Regions from separate parts of the Mus musculus genome. Here all the other regions are linked to region 3. Evidence: chromatin contacts called from public Hi-C data. All regions are on one chromosome and are shown on one strand. The core of a region is the stretch at or near the end of the contact, and the rest is flanking DNA. Distances in the headings are between cores, read along the strand shown.

Evidence for each region. Hi-C and Micro-C count contacts between places; a contact is called where the count stands out from the background.
Region 1: a contact with region 3 is called in a Hi-C map of regulatory T cells, with 1.6 times the contacts expected there. The contact joins two enhancer-like sites. A contact is called at or near these places in 2 of 484 Hi-C or Micro-C datasets (nephron progenitors and regulatory T cells) and 2 of 9 other capture datasets (liver and pancreatic islet).
Region 2: a Hi-C map of regulatory T cells shows a contact between it and region 3, with 6 times the contacts expected there. The contact joins two enhancer-like sites. A contact is called at or near these places in 10 of 39 promoter capture datasets (the 3T3-L1 cell line, the C10 cell line, the HPC-7 cell line and 5 more), 2 of 15 datasets of contacts at CTCF or cohesin (large pre-B cells and pro-B cells), 18 of 484 Hi-C or Micro-C datasets (B cells, the Ba/F3 cell line, CD4 T cells and 10 more), 8 of 115 datasets of contacts at active chromatin or transcription factors (the SCID.adh cell line, T-cell acute lymphoblastic leukemia, bone marrow-derived dendritic cells and 5 more) and 3 of 9 other capture datasets (adipose tissue, embryonic stem cells and liver).

The regions. Positions count from the first base shown.
Region 1 is chr9:66,609,443-66,613,742 of GRCm38.p6, forward strand. No RefSeq gene overlaps it. Among named protein-coding and RNA genes, the nearest start is that of Usp3, 18 kb to the left of the region's middle. Within about 2 kb of position 2,474, at least 105 of the 459 cell types and tissues checked have an H3K27ac peak or open chromatin away from gene starts, as enhancers often do. A contact at or near this core is called in regulatory T cells, where this site is marked.
Region 2 is chr9:66,704,644-66,708,804 of GRCm38.p6, forward strand. No RefSeq gene overlaps it. Among named protein-coding and RNA genes, the nearest start is that of Car12, 7.0 kb to the right of the region's middle. Within about 2 kb of position 1,323, at least 26 of the 459 cell types and tissues checked have an H3K27ac peak or open chromatin away from gene starts, as enhancers often do. A contact at or near this core is called in regulatory T cells, where this site is marked.
Region 3 is chr9:66,470,548-66,475,116 of GRCm38.p6, forward strand. It overlaps Herc1 (HECT and RLD domain containing E3 ubiquitin protein ligase family member 1), which reads left to right. Exons shown (of 78, transcript NM_145617.3): 53 at 1,299-1,426; 54 at 2,836-3,036; 55 at 4,187-4,317. Among named protein-coding and RNA genes, the nearest start is that of Fbxl22, 42 kb to the right of the region's middle. Within about 2 kb of position 1,549, at least 2 of the 459 cell types and tissues checked have an H3K27ac peak or open chromatin away from gene starts, as enhancers often do. A contact at or near this core is called in regulatory T cells, where this site is marked.

The DNA.
Region 1 (4,300 bases), core at 1,224-3,723, 140 kb after region 3:
CTCCTGAAACTCTAGCTCCAAGGTTATCCAATGTTTCTGGCTTCTGTGGGCACCTGAATACATGCACACACATAATTAAAAATAAAGTAAAATCTTAAATAAAAACCTGCATGAATGTGTGAAGGCCTGAGCATGCATATATATATATATATATATATATATATATATATATATATATATATAGTGTGTGTGTGTGTGTGCGCGCGCGCGCGCGCGTGCGCTCAAAAAGATCCACTGAGACCAGAAGACAGCATGCAATACCACAGAGCTAGAGCTAGAGTTAACGGAGGTTGAAAGCTGTCCTCCCCCAATATGGGTGCTGGGAACCACACTTAGATCCTTCGAAAGAGCTGTAAGTGCTCTTAATCACTGAGCCATCTCTCCAGTCCCCCAAATAAATTATTTTTTTTTATAAATTAGAGGGTAAAATCTGTATATGAGAGAGAACATATGGCTGGTGAAGACCAACTTTAAAAGCTTCAACTTATTAACCATTTGCTTCCTCTGTGCTGGACGGGAAGAGCCAGCCAGCCATAGCCTCCTGTATACAATAATCTCCACTCCCTTCTTACACGTGCTCATGAATTTTGACTCAACAAACATTGGGTAACTATGACAGTAAAGACAGAACACATTCCCCTTCTTAAGAATCCCCTCCCGGACTGGAGAGATGGCTCAGTGGTTAAGAGCACTGATTGCTCTTTCAGAGGTCCTGAGTTCAAATCCCAGCAACCACATGGTGGCTCACAACCATCTGTAATGAGATCTGACCCCCTCTTCTGGGGTGTCTGAAGACAGCTACAGTGTACTAACGTATAATAATAAATAAATCTTAAAAAAAAAAAAAAGAATCCCCTCACATCTGGCATGTGGTATTTTTTTTTTTTTTTTTTTTTTTTGGTTTTTCGAGACAGGGTTTCTCTGTATAGCCCTGGCTGTCCTGGAACTCACTTTGTAGACCAGGCTGGCCTCGAACTCAGAAATCCGCCTGTCTCTGCCTCCCAAGTGCTGGGATTAAAGGCGTGCGCCACCACCACCCCGCGGTATATTCTTTTAATAGAGAGGCAGAGACAGTCAGATCTCTGTGAGTTTGACAAGCCTGGTTTACATAGTGAGTTCCAGGACAGCCAAGGCTATGTAGAGAGACCTTGTCTCAGACAACAACAGTAACAAGAATCCCCTCCTCACCTACCCTAGCACCGCAGATGTGTGCTCTGACCCTAGAGCTGTACATTTTCCAAATCATTCTGAATACAATGAAAACCAGCACACAAATCCAGAGGCCCATTCTCAGCATGGTTGGTTGAATCCGTGCACGTGATACCCATGGGTAAGGAGGATCAGTGATAACTGAAACATCCAAGCCCAGCTCTGTCCAAATGCAGGACGGGGAGGCAGGAGGATGTGGCCCTCTGTGCCTTGGAAAGGCTCTAAGGATGCCTGGTTGGCAGACAGCAAGCAGAGTGTACACAGGATGGGCTTCACAGAGGAGCTTTTGACCCTAAACATGGCGCTTACACTCAAAACTCTCATTCGCTTCCCCAGCCAGGGTAAACCTTCTACATATGAGAAGATGTCACCAATAAAGATTTATCTGGGAGCCTGGGAGATGGCACAGCAGATCAAAGAGCTTGTTAGATAAGCTGATCACCTGAGGTTCCTGGAATCCACATGGTGGAAGGAGAACTGACTGAAGTTGTCATCTATTAGCTGCAGGCTCAGTTCTGTGACATGTCAACAACCACCCCCCGGGATGATAATGTTATACAGAAAATAAAAGTTCAAGATTTATTTGGTGCAGGTGGGGTGCTGCAAAGCAGTAAATCCCAGAATCTAGAATGCTAAGGCAGGAGGTTCATGGATTTCAGGCCAGTCTGAGGTATGTAGTGAGACAAGGGGGGGAGGGGAACTCATTAATTAATTAATTAATTAATTAATTCGTTAAACAGAACTATGGCCTTTGAAAGGACTATAGTAGTTCTCCAACTAAACACATGTTGAGAATCTGCATACGTAGCAATAAGGAGGTTTGATACACGCAGAATTTGGGTATATCTCTGTTGTCTGGAGATAGTAGACCCAGTAAGCAAATACTGACATGACCTAGGAAGACTCAATTACGGCCCCTGGGTCACACATGTAACTAACTGGTGGGATCAGAAGTCGGAAGGTAGTGTACGAGGGAGGAGACATTCAAACTCCCCACTCTGGGCTATGGAAAGACGCTGTCCCTGTGCTGCGTGTTGCATCATTACAGACAGTCCCAGACTTCTTGCCTCCAGTGTTTGTGACAGCAGCAGCTATTCTGGCTCTCCATCTCTCTGTTTATAAAAATAAAGTGCTTGAGAAACGCGTCTCCCAAGTGTCCTCCCAGCACTGGATGCTTCGTCACGGTGTTTTCTCCTCTTCCCTTTGCAAAGGCTCTGCTGGCCCAGTTCCCCCTGGCTCAGAGCTCCTCAGGGGACTCGGCGTCTCCTGGGCTCGCCCCCTAGAGGACATCTGTGGCGCTGCAGGAGCCAGACTCCCGGGGAGAATCTGTGCATCAGACCAAGTCAACATAATCACACGGTAAAGCCAACTTTAATTACCGCTTTCCCTTTTTGAAAAACAGGGATCAACTACACATTCTCACAGCCCTTCCCACGCTTGCCAGGGCAAGGCTTCTGGAACAATGACGGGCGCAGTTGCAGCTTGAAAAGCCACTGGATTATTTTAAAATTGGATTCTATTTTAAACTCCCCACCCCTCCGTTTCTCTTAGGTCCTAGGAGACCCATTTGTTGATCCCGTAATGATCTTAAAGAGCTGACAGGTCTCAGTTATAAAGTAATGCATTTGTCTCTGGTCGTTTTATTAAAACAATCTTTTGGGTTGTTAGGTAATACATGCAACATGATACAAGACTGAAACATCACAGTGTTCGCAGGGCTAATCACAATAACTGAAGTTGGAAATGGCCCAAGCGTCATCACTGGTGAGTGGCTATACAGATCAGTGAGATGGCCCAGCAAGGAAAGGGACTTGCTGCCTCTTCTGACCACCCAAGCCCATCCCTGACTCCTGAGGGTTATCCTCAGAGCACAGTGACACCAGAACCACCTCTTACCATAAACAAACAACATCACACAACGCAGTGTTACTCAGCCATAGAAAAGAATGAAGAAATGATAACAGTCTAAAATAAAAACAAGTTTTGAAGACATGCCAAGTGAAGGAAGCTGTCTTAGGGTTTTATTGCTGTGAAGAGACATCATGGCTTGGCAACACTTGTAAATGAAAACATTTAATTTGGGGCTCCCTTACAGTTTCAGATGTTTAGCCCATTATCTTCATGGTAGGAAGCATGGTGCCCTGCAGGTAGACACGGTGCTGGAGAAGAAGCTGAGAGTTCTACATCTTGATTCATAGGCAGCAGGAGGAGAGTGTGCTACACTGGGCATAGCTTGAGCATAGGAGACCTCAAAGCCCACCCCCACAGTGACACACTTCCTCCAACAAGGCCACACCTACCAATGGGCCAAGCATTCAAACACTTGAATCTGTGGGGGCCATACCTATTCAAACCACCACAGAAGCCAGGCCAAATGTTTGTTGTTTTTTATTCTTCAAAACAGGGTTCGTGGGCTGGAGAGATGGCTCAGCAGTTAAGAGCACTGACTGCTCTTCCAGAGGTCCTCAGTTCAATTCCCAGCAACCACATGGTGGCTCACAACCACCCATAATGAGATATGACGCCCTATTCTGGTGTGTCTGAAGACAGCTACAGTGTACTCACATACATAAAATAAAAAAATAAATCTTCAACAACAACAACAAAAAACCTAAAAAACAAAACAGGGTTCTCTGTGTATCTCTGGCTGTCCTGGAACTTGCTTTGAAGACCAGACTGACCTTGAACTCAGAGATCTGTCTGGCTCTGCCTCCATAGTGCTAGGATTAAAGCTGTGAGCTGGAGCTGCCCAGCTTAAAGGGCCACGTTATATCATTACTGTTCTATGAAATATAGAGAAGAAGCAAATTGATAGAGATATAGAGCAAGGTTAGTGGTAGCCAGGGCACAGGAAATGGTTTCTCATGGATGTGGGGTCTTCTATGAGATGAGGCAATGTCCTGAAGTTAGATGCATGGGAGGTCACCCTGTGTTATGAACGTACTGAAAGTCACTGAGTTATGTATTTTTAAACAGTTACAACAGCATACGTTTTTATGCTTTGTATATTTTTACCACAAGATGTTCAACGTTTTCCAGGTCTCCTCCCTGAAAGCAAAACTAAATATTAACTTTGTTCTTAAGCATCCAG
Region 2 (4,161 bases), core at 73-2,572, 230 kb after region 3:
ATGTTGACGTGAGAATCCTGCACTGCTACCTGACGCCATATTAATATCTTTGATCCGTACTGTTGTCAGGGCTAGGATGGTGTCCGTGGCCTGTGCAGTGGAAGAGGGTCATGTTGATGTCCATGGTCTGAACTGCCACAGGAGACCATGTTGACATCAGAGACCATGTGGGTGTCCATGGTCTGTGCTATCATGTTCAAGTCCATGACCTGCTGACTATAAAGATCAAGGGAGCTACTTTTTCTATGATATTGATGATTGCAGACATACAGTTGAGAAAGAGGGACATGAAAGGTCAACCGGCACAGCTACATAATAAAACATTTACATAGAACAAAGGTAAGAAAGTGCTAAAAATGTACATGAGTGTGCATATGCAATTGATGTGTAGCAGACAAATCAACAGGAAGGGGTGACTGCTGCATAGATAGTGTAGGGGACTGGCTCACTACATAGAAGAATTATGGTTGATCCCTAACTTCAAATACCACCATAAACAAACATGAGCTGCAGACCAACTAAAGAATCCAGTGTGTGTGTGTGTGTGTGTGTGTGTGTGTGTATGTGTTTTGGGAACAAAAATTAGCTCTTTGTTTCTCTTCTCTTCTCCCCTCCTCTCTCTTTCTTTCTTTCTTTCTTTCTTTCTTTCTTTCTTTCTTTCTTTCTTTCTTTCTTTCTTTCTTTCTTTCTTTCTTTCTTTCTTTCTATCTCACTATGTAACCCTGGGTGGCCTGGACTTTGCTATGTTGAGCATCCTGGCTACTAACAGAGATTTACCTGCTCCTGCCTTTCAAGTGAGATTTATTTTTATGTGTTTACCTGTATGGGTGGGTATTGTATACCATATGCATGCAGTACCCTTGAAGGCCAGAAGAGGCCATTGGATTCCCCTGTAGCTGGAATTATAGGCAGTTGTGAACAGTCATGTGGGTGAGGTGAGCCAAACTGGGTTCTTTGCAGGAGCAGTAAATGCTCTTAACTACATGTTTTAACTACTGAAAACATGTCTCCAGTTCCTCAATGTAAGTTCTTGTAGCAGTGTAGTACATGTGAGACAACATATTTGCCCCAAGGTTATCAGGAGTTTTTTAATTGACATGGACAATAAAGAGAACAAGATGTAAAAAAGTGAAGAATTGATGGGTATAGGATGGATTATTGGGCTTTCTCTGCCTTTAAAACATTACATGTAAATAACTTTGTTTCTAAAACTCATGTGGCTGAGTTATTTCATTGTTGCAGGTCAACATACAAAGTTGTTTCCTGTCTCTCCCAGGGCACTTTGCCCATCATCATGTTGCTCACTACTCCCCTCCAGTGGATGGATCTGGAATTACCTTTCATTGCCCTGTACCTCCTCTTTTGTTTAGACAAGGCTACAAAGGAGGATAGCTCCTTCCACCACTTCTCTGCTCTCTTCCTTACCACTTCCCTTCTAGGGGCAGCTAGTCACATAAGACTGCTGTGATCTGGGCACGATGATGTGTGCCCGCAATCTAGTACTCAGGAAACAGAAAGCTGATGCTCTCAAGGCTGGTCTAGGCTGTGTGTGCAAACAGCAACAAGAAAACAACAAGCTATTGTGTTGGGATTTCCATTGTTCACTATGTCTGACTGATTTACTCCCTGAGTTGGGGCTATGTTAGTTTGGTTTAATTTGGTTTTCAGAGGTGAGATGGGTCCAGGCAGTCTTGTTCCTAAAGCATGCCCAATGTCTTCATTAGCAACTCTCTGGTTACAGGTGTCAACCAACTTTGTAATTACGGATTATGGTGGTCTTCCTTCCTAAGTATTAGAAAAGATTTTTTACACATTTTCACTGGGATTAAGTGGGATTAAGTCCCTATCATAAAGATAGTGTGATTGAGGTCACCCCAGCCCCTAGAGGAAATAAAATCTGCAGAGAGAGTCCAAGTTTGTAGGACTAGAAATTTCTGATTCTTTTAACATTCTTTGGGAACTCTGGCTGTAGCATGCCATCATTTCTTCCACTCACAAAATTGTGGGTAGTAAGCAGAGGCATACAACATCAGAACCATGCTTTGTACATCATTGTTAAAAACGGTATAGACATTAGTAATCAGCCATTACTTTGTTGTTTATCTTTGGCAGAGGGTGCCATGGAGCCCAGGTTGGACTCAAACTCTCTGTGCAGCCAACACTGGCATTGAACTCCTAGTTCTCCTGCCTCTATCTCTCACGTACTGAGGTTACAGGCCCAAGCCATAAGGCTTAGCCAGTAATTCCATGCTAGTCACTTAATTACTGCCACGGAACCCCCAAATCTTCAAGTGAAGGGGTATAAAGCAGTTACTTCATGATGCATTTAGCCATCCCAGTGGTCTCGATATGCCATGTCTCCTTGGGAGGTGTCTTAGTTCACTGGTCAAGCCATCTCACACGAGAGAACTATGATGCCCTACCAACCACCAGTCAAATCTTTAGCCAACACAGGGCTTGGGAGGAAATTAGATCCAGCAAGACTGGCTGCTGGCCAGAGAGGCACCTCAATTCTATGGGCCCAGGGAGAAGCTCTCTCTACTCATCTTTGTCTATCCATGTTACAAAGCCAGCTGTATAAACTGCTGCCCCAGACTCTCCTCCCTGAGCACTGTTAGGCCTCAGCGCCTAAGTGAGGTGGCCCAGCTTAGTGCATCAACTCCAGTTGAAAGAGAAGAAGAAAAATCACAGGCATGCTCCTCCAACCCACTCGTAGGGATGGTTGCACACCGACGTGCAGGCAACTGGGGGTTGCTTGCCAGGTTTCTTTGGAAGTACCTGAAATGAGGGAGCAGATCTCGAAGTCCTGAGGTTGTAGACAGCTAGAGTGGAAGTACTTGTATACTCGAGCACAGAGGAAATTTCCAGCTTCTTCCAAGCCTATGTGGCAGTAGCTCTGAGTCCCCCACATCAGACTTTCCCTGCGACCCAGTGCCTGTGAGCCTACTGTTTAGAAGGTGTCTTATTTCAATAGAATGACTGGGGCCAATATATAGAACCACGGAGAAAACTGTATCTGGAAGTTTTTGCCTGTTCATCCCTGAAGGCCCATGGAAGTTGGTGAGGTTGCCCACACCAAGTATGGAATTACGGGACAAAATTACTGGCCTCTTCCTCCTTCAGCCATGCAGGGCCTTTTAAGAGAACTACATGTATGCAGTGTTAAGCATGCCCCCGTGCCACATTTAAATATGCCTAGCTTATTATATTACTTCTTGATGGCTCTGTGGGGGTGTATTTACTATAGCCCTTGTATCTTTGCTATCTTAAATTATTGTTATCATTTTGAATTTTTGAAGTGGTGTTTGTCTGTAAAGCCCAGGCTTGCTGTGAACGTGTGCTCTCCCTGCTGCCGACTCCTGGGTGCTGGGGTTACAGGGATACTGTCCCCACTCCTCAGACAGTATCTGAAGATACTCAGAGCAGAAGGCTGCGTGCCCAAGGTCATGTAGGACAGCGAGTGGTGTGGAGATGCAAACCCAAGCTCTTTCTCCCCTGTGCCTTTCTGTCTGACTCAGTGAAAGCTGCTGGGTTTGATATTAGGACTGTTTAATTTATGTTTCACTTACGAGCTTCATGGAATGTGAGCTGTCCTGCACTGTGAAGGGAGGACATGCTTTGGATCAATTCCAAGACCAGGATCTGAGACTCCTGAGGTTAGCGGAGAGTGGATTCAGCAAGCAGGTATGCAGGGAGACGTGGCTGCAAGAAATCCAAGCTATAATGGTTAAATTCTATCTCCCAAGCCGGCTTCATGTCAGCTAACCATGATTTCCTAGATACCTGGAAAGAGGTAAGGCTCATCCTCTTAAAATGATAAATTATCTTGTGTGTAGAATTGTGAACTTTCATGGTTTTTAAATTAATTATGCAGTATTTTGTAAAGACTGATTAACATACATCATTGCACGTTCAACAGGAGCGTAGCAGCTGAAGAATTCCACGGCCAAGTAACTGAGCCAGCCTCACCATGGTAACTGGAGGCAGTGATGGGCTGAGAGTTTCCACACTGGAATCCAGGAATCCACGAATACAGTTTTCATTTTCATTAGAAAATTAAGGCTGAGATTCTCCAAACTTCCTTTTATTCCAAGCTGGCTCAGGAGCGATGAGAGAGAGAGAGAGAGAGAGAGAGAGAGACAGAGACAGAGACAGAGACAG
Region 3 (4,569 bases), core at 299-2,798:
TTAGAACAGAGCTTACTAGCAAATACATGTTTAGTTATATCAACCAGTATACTGATTTTCATTAGTCTTCTGTGGTTATTTGGGAATTACAGTAGTTGCTTTTGTGTCGACATGTTGCATCTTTATAGTACTGTAGCTAGCTGTAGGTATTTCTTTAAAAAAAAAATGATTTAGTAAATTTTATTATAAAAACTTTGAAATAAAAAAAAAAAATCACACATTGAAGGCAACCAAGCCTAAAGCCTATGCTTTACTTAACTTTACCTGAACTTTTTACCTGAACTTCTGTACAGACAGCCACATAGAACAGCAGCTGTGAAACTTTGCACTAGATTTTACACTAACACTACTGAATATATTTTTATGTGCTTACCACTGGACAAATGGAAACTCCACAACAGAGTTAGAACTAAAACATAATTGGTTTTATATCTTCCTGAATAACTCATGCTGTTACCCACATTTAGTCCTTCCTTATCTCCTAAGATTTAATCTTGTTGCTCTCTTTTCTATAGACTATACTATATTCACATATACATTTATTTGCATATATTCATATATTATTGGCTAGATTCCACATATGAGGAAAATCATGTGGTTTTTTTCCCTTTGTGAGATTGTTTGACCTCACTTGATATACATTCTAAGTCCATCCATTTTCTTACAAATCTTATCATACATTTTTATGTAGAACTGAGTATTATTCTTTCATGTATACACCAGATTTTTATTACCCATTCATCTTTTAATAGATAACTAGGTTGTTGCCAATTCTTTGTTACAGTTAAAAAATGGCTATAAATATGTGAGTATAGATATCCTAGTAGTAGAGTATGGAGTTCTCAGTGTATATGCCCAGGAGCGAGGTAGCTGGGCCATATGATAGTTATGTTTTTATTTTTTTAGAACTCTCCAAACTAATTTCCACAATAGCTGATTAATTTACATCACCACCAACAGTAAATTTGGTAAAGTTTCTTTCTCTACATGCGTTCCTTTTCTAAGACGTTTTATATAAATTTGGCATACAGAAATCAGTATACTCTGAATAGTAACTCTGTCTACAACCCATATCAATTCTGAAGGTCTTTGCTGACAGATTCTGTCCTAATAATGAGTAGTCAAAGCATCATTCTTTCATAGTTGATATTTTCTCTGTGGTGAGAGATACTGTTAACTAAGAATATCCTATGATAATGGCCTGCCTGTATGTACCCCTAGCTTCAAGGTTTGAAGTATAGCTTACTAAATTTGGAAATGGGGATGGAAATTGCATACTCATCTGTTCTGCATTTTAGGGAAGGGGATGCTGAGGAAAGCCTTGGGTCACCCAGCGACCCAAGCTTCTCACCTGTTTCCTGGAGTATCAGTGGCAAATACCTTGCTGGGGCTTTGGAGAAGATGGTGAACATCTGGCAAGTTAATGGTAAGAGTCTTGCAACTGCAATGGGTGCAGCTCAGCCTCCTTCTCACTTAGTCTTGGAAGCACTGGCTTCTCTTTACCTGGAAATCCATGAGCTTTTCTATGAAAATACTGCACAGGATGCACTTCCTGGAAGTTTCAGGTACCTACTTCTGTAAGCCAAAACTTCTTTTAATGCAGCAGTAAGTAGGCTTTGTTAAGCTACGTAATTTTCAGTCACTTGAAGTAGCTCTATCATTTGTTTCTTTCAGGGATAAAAATTATTAGGTGCTTTATACTTTATTTTTTCCTGTCCTTCCTCCATCCCCCCTCTCTCCTCCCTCCTTTCTCTCCTCTCTCTTCCTTCCTTCCTTCCCTCCCTCCCTCCCTCCCTCCCTCCCTCCCTCCCTCCCTCCCTCCCTCCCTCCCAGGGTGCATGTATGGAGGTTGGAGAACAACTTGACATTGGTTTTCTCCTACCATGTGGATCTTAGGTCATTAGGCTTGGCAGCAAGTGCCTTTACCCACAAAGCCCTTTATCAAATCTTATTGTATTTTTCTAGAGGATAAAAAAATACTGCTGTGATTATAGAGTTACTAGTATTTGTTTATTTTTACATATTTAAGAAATGGCTGTTGTCATTCACATAATAAAGGAGTAGCTAGCTTGTCTTAGTTGTAGGTAAATTACTCATATCAAGTGGGATTTCAATAGTTATTACAAGTCGCTGAGCATCATGGCCCATGGAATTTCAGTACTTGGGGGTGGGGGCAGGAGGATTGCTTGAAGTTGGAGGTCAGCCTGGACTACATTGTGATGCCTATGTCAAAAACAAGTAAGCTAAAAGCAGAAGTACCTTAGTGATGTTGCCTTTAGCCTTCCCGCAGTGTCCTGGGAAAGAAACATGTGCCAATTTGCCAGCAATAGGAAAGCACTTAAGTGTTTGCCATTTGCTACTAAGTTTATTCCTTTATTCTGTCATCTGTAGAAGTTCTTTTTTCTGTAAGTAGTTAAAGATTGTTGACTTAAATGATACTCAAGACACGAATAAGATTCTGTTTTCACAGACCTTTAGGTTCATAGACTGTTGTGAATTGGAGAGTGCATTAGCTATTAGCTAATATTTTTTCTTGTTCTTTTTTGAAATTTCTATTTTTATTTTTGGAGATCTATATCTACATATATTTATTGAAAGATATATCTATCCCTCACTGAATCCCATACTAGCCAAGGATCGATTGATCGATCTATCTATCTATCTCTTTCTTATCTATCTTTATCTATATGGCACGTGTAGACTAGAGTGGCCTTGTACTTACAGAGATCCACCTGCCTCCACCTCTTGATTGCTGGAATTAAGGATGTGTACCACTACACCTGGCACGTGTTCTTTTTTAAAGAGTAAAATGGGCTAACATTTCTCCCTCTGTAGGAGGAAAAGGATTAGTAGATATTCAGCCTCACTGGGTATCTGCCCTGGCCTGGCCAGAAGAAGGTCCAGCTACAACCTGGTCAGGAGAGTCTCCAGAGTTACTGCTGGTGGGACGGATGGACGGATCTCTAGGACTGATTGAAGTTGTTGATGTGTCCACTATGCACCGCCGAGAACTGGAACACTGCTATCGAAAGGATGGTAAGACATTTTCTAGTCAAGAAAGTAGACAAATAGACAAGGGTTTTGGTTGAATATAAATGCTGAGTGGGTGCTACTTTGGGTTTGTTTTCTAACATTTCCACTCTGTTTCTTATTTTAATTAGTAATTGAATTGAAATCTGTTTCTCTACCCCTTACTTTGTCTCTCTGCCAAAGGGAAATTTCATTTTGTTACACCATATTAGCCATTCATCCTTTGTGTGAATGATTGAACATTTATAACAGGATGCAAATATCCCTTAAAAGTTAGAGCTATGGAATAGGGGAATCATTGGTAGAAACACCTGTGTTGTTAACGCCTGAGTAAACTAAGGAAAATAGGGGAAGATGGAGAAGAAAGGTCCTGGACTCAGCAGATGACACAAAGTTTGCCTCTGTGTTTTTCTTACTGAGTACCTTTGAGTAAATGCATGTCTTACTAGCAGTTTTTATTAGTTATTTGAAGGAAACAAGTAATTCAGAGGTCACAGTACTGATTTGTATAATACTCTATTTGACAGGAGAATTGTTTGTCATGTTTTGGGTTTGGGTTTTTTACTTTCTACTTTTAAAAATTTGTTAATAACTTCAGAGGGTTCAAAAGTTAAAACATTTTAAAAGGCGTAGAAGGAAAATCTTCCTGTCTGCTACCCCCAAGCCCCATCCTGCCCTCTAGGTACTATTTTCTACTTCTCAGCCTTACAGTTTACAGAAAAGCAATGGTGATTAGAGGATAGGATAGACAGTCTTAAGAGCCTAGGAACACTGACTGTGACAGCAGAAGGAATCATCAAGATGATTTTTCAGTTTCATAGTAGATTCTTTCTCAAAAGAAGAACATGGTACAATGCCTTAATACCAACCAGATCGTTATTGTTTTTCTTTCTTAAAAACAAAACAAGAAACTCCTGGGCAAGAATGAAATGTTAGAAGTGAGGTCATGTCTTTTACTCGTAACTAACATTCTCAAAGTGGGTTACATCAGCTGTATGCTGCAGGCTCTAATTGCTTAGCTGTGTAGACGTTTTCTTGCTGTGGTGGTCGAAGCACATATTTTTTGTTTTTTGTTTTGTTTTTTGTTCTCAAAGCATCTACCTAGGTGTCTAGATAGTGACAAACCCATTCTTCTCTTGTGTTTCTATCATGGTAGTATCTGTCACCTGCATTGCTTGGTTCAGTGAAGACAGACCATTTGCAGTAGGTTATTTTGATGGAAAATTGTTAATGGGAACAAAAGAACCACTTGAGAAAGGAGGCATTGTTCTTATTGATGCACATAAGGTAAAGACCATCTTCTTCATGCTTGCTTTTCTTTTTTGTTTGGTTTTTTGTGTGTATGTTTTTTGATTGTGGTTTGAAGTGGTATCTTCAACAATATTTTGCATTGTTCATGATTTAATATTCTATCACTATACAAAGTCTTTGTGGCTATATTTTCACATAAAAAATGTTTTTCATTTAAAAAAAAAAAGCTACCTAAGAAATGAAGCCAGAAGAGTGAAATAGGAGTGCCCTGGGACTATCTCCTGCCCC